2 separate regions of the Mus musculus genome follow, and region 2 is linked to region 1. The links are chromatin contacts, called in public Hi-C maps. All regions are on one chromosome and are shown on one strand. Each heading gives the region's core, a stretch centred on a gene start, on an enhancer-like site or on the middle of the called end of the contact. The rest is flanking DNA. Distances are from core to core; before and after follow the strand shown.

What was found. A called contact is a pair of places that touch in the nucleus more often than the background predicts.
Region 2: a contact with region 1 is called in a Hi-C map of bone marrow-derived macrophages, with 48 read pairs. The contact joins two enhancer-like sites. A contact is called at or near these places in 9 of 39 promoter capture datasets (the C10 cell line, the HPC-7 cell line, cranial neural crest and 4 more), 2 of 15 datasets of contacts at CTCF or cohesin (the NIH/3T3 cell line and large pre-B cells), 59 of 484 Hi-C or Micro-C datasets (the 3T3-L1 cell line, the AML12 cell line, B cells and 41 more), 11 of 115 datasets of contacts at active chromatin or transcription factors (astrocytes, bone marrow-derived macrophages, cardiomyocytes and 8 more) and 3 of 9 other capture datasets (adipose tissue, liver and pancreatic islet).

Annotation. Positions count from the first base shown.
Region 1 is chr5:122,480,289-122,483,297 of GRCm38.p6, reverse strand. All of the region lies in intron 5 of Atp2a2 (ATPase, Ca++ transporting, cardiac muscle, slow twitch 2), which reads left to right. Among named protein-coding and RNA genes, the nearest start is that of Atp2a2, 20 kb to the left of the region's middle. Within about 2 kb of position 1,592, at least 26 of the 459 cell types and tissues checked have an H3K27ac peak or open chromatin away from gene starts, as enhancers often do. A contact at or near this core is called in bone marrow-derived macrophages, where this site is marked.
Region 2 is chr5:122,724,571-122,727,579 of GRCm38.p6, reverse strand. It overlaps P2rx4 (purinergic receptor P2X, ligand-gated ion channel 4), which reads right to left. Exons shown (of 12, transcript NM_011026.3): 6 at 2,906-2,986; 7 at 2,449-2,590; 8 at 2,214-2,350; 9 at 289-382; 10 at 116-181. It also overlaps a transcript of Camkk2 not described here. Among named protein-coding and RNA genes, the nearest start is that of P2rx4, 19 kb to the right of the region's middle. Within about 2 kb of position 1,404, at least 15 of the 459 cell types and tissues checked have an H3K27ac peak or open chromatin away from gene starts, as enhancers often do. A contact at or near this core is called in bone marrow-derived macrophages, where this site is marked.

The DNA of each region.
Region 1 (3,009 bases), core at 343-2,842:
CTCCCAGCTGGGGCACCTCACAGCTGCCTGTAACTTCAGCTCCACAAAGCTGTCAGCGCATGATGGCTCAGATATAACTCCAGTTCCAGGTGATCTGACACCTCTTGGCCTTTGCAGACAGACAACAGACACACATGAGGTACACGTGAATACAGGCAAAAGACCACCGTATACATAAATGTGAATCTCTTTTGAAAGTACAAAGTACTTTTGAAAAATGAGTGTAGATATATTAAGCAGAGTGCTTTGAGGTCAAGACCCTTTAACACTGTGAGGACAGGTCATAAGACACTGAGAGGTGAAGGACTATGGGAGGTTCCCCACCTCCACACACCCTCAGACCATGACAGACCAGTTGATCTTGAAGCTTGACCTGATTACACGGGGCTGGCATTTCCTGATTTCCTGTAATCACTCCTCCCGCTTCATGACTAATAGTCAGTGTCAGTCTTTCCATTCTTGCCATGGAGGTTAAGACTTTTGGGGAAAAAAACAGCTTTAAAAAGAAAAAAAAAAAAAACAAAACCAACAACAACCACAGGAAAGGGGTCACTTTTGCTAAGATATTGTGACTTGGAAAAATACAGTGTTTAAGCTTTTCTTGTGTTAGAACATGTAGAGGATTTGGGGAGGTGGCTGGGATGTGAGGATAGAATGGTGTAATTCCTGCTTCCATGTATTAATTTGACCTCCAGAAGTGAAAGATGTTCATAGCTCAACGTTCAGTTTCAGGGCTTTCTGAACTCCACCTGTTGAGGTACATGTCCAGCCCACCCCAACCCCAAGTGCTTGGGATTAAAGGCATGCACCACTGCACCCAGCTAAAATAAAATACTTTTTATTCACCCACATACATGTATACGTAAACTGTTTTCCTTGCATATATTATTATTTATGTTTACCTTAAGTAAAAAAGATGTTTAAGTATTCTTACTTAAATCTCCTTGTAAGGTAAAGAAAACTTCCATTCATTTATAAATTATCGCAAAAATAACTTTTAAAAACTGACTCTTAACTGTATTCTTGGTAGACTAACCTTTAAATTGTATTTTTCTTCAGAGTGAAAATCAGTATTGTTATGGAAAGGAAAGAGCTAAGAACTTACAGAGCCAAGAACTACACGTGAGCAGTGTCAGGTGTTAAGCAAATGGAAGGAGGTTTATAACACATGCTCTCATTCTTCCTGCCTCAGCCCAAAGAGAGGAAAAAAAATGTGGAGGAAAAAATTGCAGAGCACTCCCTTGGCAAGAATAAGAACTTTCCACTACCACGTGCCCTCAGGCGCTCACTCGCCCATTAGGGAACATCACTGGATGTGATCAGCAGTGTTTCCTTGCCTGCTTCCCAGGCAGAGCCCTGTCTGAAACTCACAGGAGCCTGTGGCGTAAAGACAATTGTTATTTTTCCTTTGAAAAATATTAGACAGATCTTTACTTTCATAGATTTATTTTTTAAAGCTCCTTAATAGATCTGTCCTGATGTGCAACCAAATAGACCCTTAGCAAAAGATGTGAAGCAGTCATAACAAGCTAGAGGAAGTCTTTCATTAATTGAGCTTCCTGAAGTAAAACTCTCTACTTCCTGGCCTTGGTAAAACAAGGTCATGGGTTGGCCAAGATGATGCAAAGGCTTTCTAGCCGAGAGAATGCTAGCACATAGTGGGTTATAAAAACTAATTCGGGCATACTTCCTTCATGTCTTTCCACAGAGACGATCTTGTGGGAGCTAGTATTTCTGGTATGCAAGAAAATGTAATAGAGACTGTTCCAAAAAGTTCTTTTCAGAATCTGAACCTGTGGTTATGAGTATTCTCCCCATATTGTTTTTTTAATTGTATTTCTGTGTCTGTGTCCATGTTCATGTGTGTATGTGTGTGTGTGTGTGGGGGTATATATGTACAAGAATGATAAGAGAACAAGTTAGGAGTTCACTGTCTTATACAGTATGGGTCCTAGGGATTAGACTTCCAGTTGTCAGGCTTGGTGGCAGTCGATTTTAGCTGCTGAATCACCTTGGTAGCCTGCCTTGTATTAAATTTTTACACTTGATCTTAGCTAAAAGGCTGAAAAGTGATGTAAGAAGTAAGTCAGCAGAGGAAAATGAATGGATAGATTCAGTTCAGCCCTGTCTGCCTGAAATTCACTATGTAAACCAGCCTAGACTGTCTTTGAACACCATGGAGATCTACCTGCCTCCCAAGAGCTGGGGTTAAAAGCTTGTGCTACCTTACCTGGCATCAGGTGTTGCCTCTTTATTCATGAGTCTGATATATGTTTTTATTTTGTCTTTTAAACTGTTAACTGAAGTTCTTTGTATGTCACCATGATCCAGCACAAGTTGAATTACAAACAATACTCCTTTCCGTGCAGGAGAAAGTATGGCCCACGCTTAGTTTTAACATGCAAATGTAGAGTCCGCCAAATCTTTGGACAGCTATGGCCCATGGAGACCTTGGCTCAGAAACAACAATGCTTGAAGAAGTAGTGACACAGAAAACAGCACCCCATATTCTTAATATATGAAGGATTTTAAAATACAGGAAATTACTCACCCAATAAACGGGACTATAAAATAGGCCCATGGCTTCAGAAAAATCTACCACCCATGGAATTCTAGAAAGAATCCAATCCTTATAGTGGTCAAGCACACCTTTCATTCCAGCAGTTGGCAGACAGGAAAGGAAGGTGGATCTCTAGGTTCGATGCCAGCCAGGGCTACATAGACAGACCCTGTCTCAGAGGAGAGAGAGAGAGAAAAAAATACACCTCTAGGGCTGGAAAGATGGTTAAGATTACTGACTGCCTTTCCAGAGGTCCTGAGTTCAATTCCCAGCAACTACATGGTGGGTCACAACCATCTGTTATCGGATCTGATGCTCTCTTCTGGTGTGTCTCAAAACAGTGGCAACAGTGTACTCACATATATAAAATAAATCTTTTTTTTTTTTTTTAAAGAAAATGTACCTGGAAACTTTTTTAAGAGGAATCTGTTTATGTCAGCATCTAATTG
Region 2 (3,009 bases), core at 155-2,654, 240 kb before region 1:
AAACGGCATCCAGTCTAGAGTCAAGTCTGAGGTTTAGGGGAAGGCCAGCGCTTGCTCACTAAGCTGCTGACGAGTAAGAAAGGTCCAGACAAGGAAACCGCTCTAAAACACTCACCACCCCTAGGAGCGCCAAGCCAGAGCCAACATTGATCATGGTTGGGATGATGTCAAACTTGCCAGCCTGGCGGAAGACAGGAGGAGAACCAAAGTGTTCTAATGGGGGTGATGACAGAAAATAGGACAGTGGGAGGCTTTCTCTCTCCAAGCAGGGTTCAGAGGAGGGCCTACCTTTCCAAACACGATGATGTCAAAGCGGATGCCATATGCCTTGGTGAGTGTGCGTTGCTCATTGCCAGCAAGGTCCCTGTAGTACTTGGCAAACCTGGAGGAAAAGAGGGTAGGGTGGAGAATAAGTGCAGATCTTGGGGTCCCAGGCAGGGACTGTTAGCGCAGGACCCAAGTCCCTGAGCACAACTTGTCTTGGTTAACGAGTTGCTCCAGTGGCTTCGCAGACACCAAGCACCCTCCCCCCCCCAGGTCAGCCTCCTAGTTAATGTGAGGCAATGTAGCAGGAGGAGCCAGGACCCCTCCCGGAGGAGCAGAGGGACTCCTCTGCCACCAGCATCCTACCCCAGGATGGGAGCCCTTTTGCTCTGAACGGCCTTCCTGATGATACAGCTGGGTCATATCATCATCCCCTGCCTCTCTCCAGGGGACCCTGTGCACTAACAGAACTTGTCAGCCAGTGGGGATCTACAAGACTGCATGGAAGGATGGGGACTGAGCCAGCCCCGGGGCTCACAGCCCGGCTGGAGCTTGGCTCCAGGTGGGATACACCACGCCTCTGGGCTCCCCCCCTGGCTACCACCTGCCATTTTAGTCTCATTGGCTGGATTGAGATACACAATTGAGATAAGACACCAACTCAGCTCACCCTCCAGGCTACAGAATGCAAACCAGGGAAGTCTGTAATCCCAGCTGTCCCGGGAAACTAAAAGGTCAATTAGTTCCTAAATATGCAATATGGAGATTCTCCGAAGAAACCTTGCCCCTATCACCGCTCTGCCCGGCCCCAGCCTTAGTTAGCTTTCTATCAGAATCTCAAGTCTGGGATTTATCTGTGCCACAGCTTCTATGCTATTGGTCCAGGCTTGGGACCCTCAGGTGAGACTGGTGCTGGCTACGGTCTGGGTGTGTGTGAGATCCGTCAACTTCTCAGTTCTAGGATTCCAAGCTTTAGGTCTCCACCGTGGCCCCTAAGAACCCTGAGACAGAGACAGAACCATACAAATCTGACCCCACCCTGGTGTGGGGGTTGGGGGGAGTTCGAATAGCTGCCCTAGTCTCAAGAAAGCCTTCTTACTACCCCACGCAAATTTGATACCACAAGCTACCACTAGAGGGAGTCAAGGGCAACTTTGAAAACTGACCTAGCAAATAAATGCTCGTTAACTGTACACAGGATTTGGCTGCTTTTGAAAAATGGCAATGGTGTTCCCAGGCCTCGCTCACATTCCCAGGTGTCCTGGATTTAATAGTGTCCCTTCTCAAATTCATCTCCACCTGCAAAGGTGATCTTATTTTGCAGATGTAATTAGTTAAAGAGAGGTCATGCCAGATTAAGGTTAACCCTAAATCTAATGTTCTTGAAGAGAAGATCGAACCAACCCGGTCTACACAGCAAGTTCCTAGCCGTCCATAAATAGAAGAGAGAAGGTGGGTGTGGCGGGTGCACACCTCTAATCCCAGCACTTGGGGTGATGGTGGGGGTTCAGGAGTTTACGGCATCAGACCGCAGAGTTCACAGCAACATAATCCTACAGACTTCTGGTTTCAGAACTATCGAAGAATAAAATTCTGTTGTTTCGAGCTGTTCGGTGTCATCTGTTACTAGAGCCCGGGGAAACAGATACAGCAGCATCTTCAGCTGGCTAGTTTCAGTGCAGCCTCTTTTTTTTTTTTTTTTTTTTTTTTTTTTCTTTTCGAGACAGGGCTTCTCTGTATAGCCCTGGTTGCCCCGGAACTCACTTTGTAGACCAGGCTGGCCTCGAACCTAGAAATCCGCCTGCTTCTGCCTCCCAAGTGCTGGGATTAAAGGCGTGTGCCACCACCGCCCGGCTCAGTGCAGCCTCTTATATTTTAGTGAGACAGGTCTCAGGATGTGCCCTGGGCTTGAACCACATGTACGCATCCTCCCAACGCGTGAGCGGTACCTGAAATTGTAGCCAGGAGACACGTTGTGTTCTAAGTCCCGAGTGTCGAGGCGCCGGAAGGAATATCTGGGCAGGCAGTGGGAGGCAGCTCTGTCAAGGTTGCAGTCCCACTTGATCTGGATACCCATGATGCCTCCCTGTGGGGAAAGCAGGGGAGGCTTTCGGAACTCAAGCTCACGCTGGGGCCGGGATCCTGGGGCAGGTAAGATGCGAGGAAAACCATGCTGGCACCTACCTCCACTGCCATCTCCTGAAAGCTGTGGCCCGCATCCGCCACGATTTGGCCAAGACGGAATATGGGGCAGAAGGGATCCGTCCGCGCATTATAAATGCACGACTTGAGGTAGGAGGTGGTAATGTTGGGGAGGATATTCCTCCTGAAGTAGGGGAGGAAGCAGAGAGTCTGAGCAAGGGCAGCTTCGGGGAGAGCCAGAAGTTCTTTTTTATAAATCTTTTTTTTTTTTTTAATTTTATTTATTTATTATATGTAAGTACACTGTAGCTGTCTTCAGACACCAGAAGTGGGCACCAGATCTCGTTATGGATGGTTATGAGCCACCATGTGGTTGCTGGGATTTGAACTCAGGACCTTCGGAAGAGCAGTCAGTGCTCTTAACCGTTGAGCCATCTCTCAGCCCCCAGAAGTTCTTTTTAAGAGGCGCGTGAATGCCTATTGCCCGGCCCCCACTTACTTGCTGAAATTAAACTTGGGGTACCAGATGTTGTTCTTTACCAAGAGGGTGAAGTTTTCTGCAGCCTTTAAAAAAGCTGGCCTGGAAAAGGAATTGTACAGGTT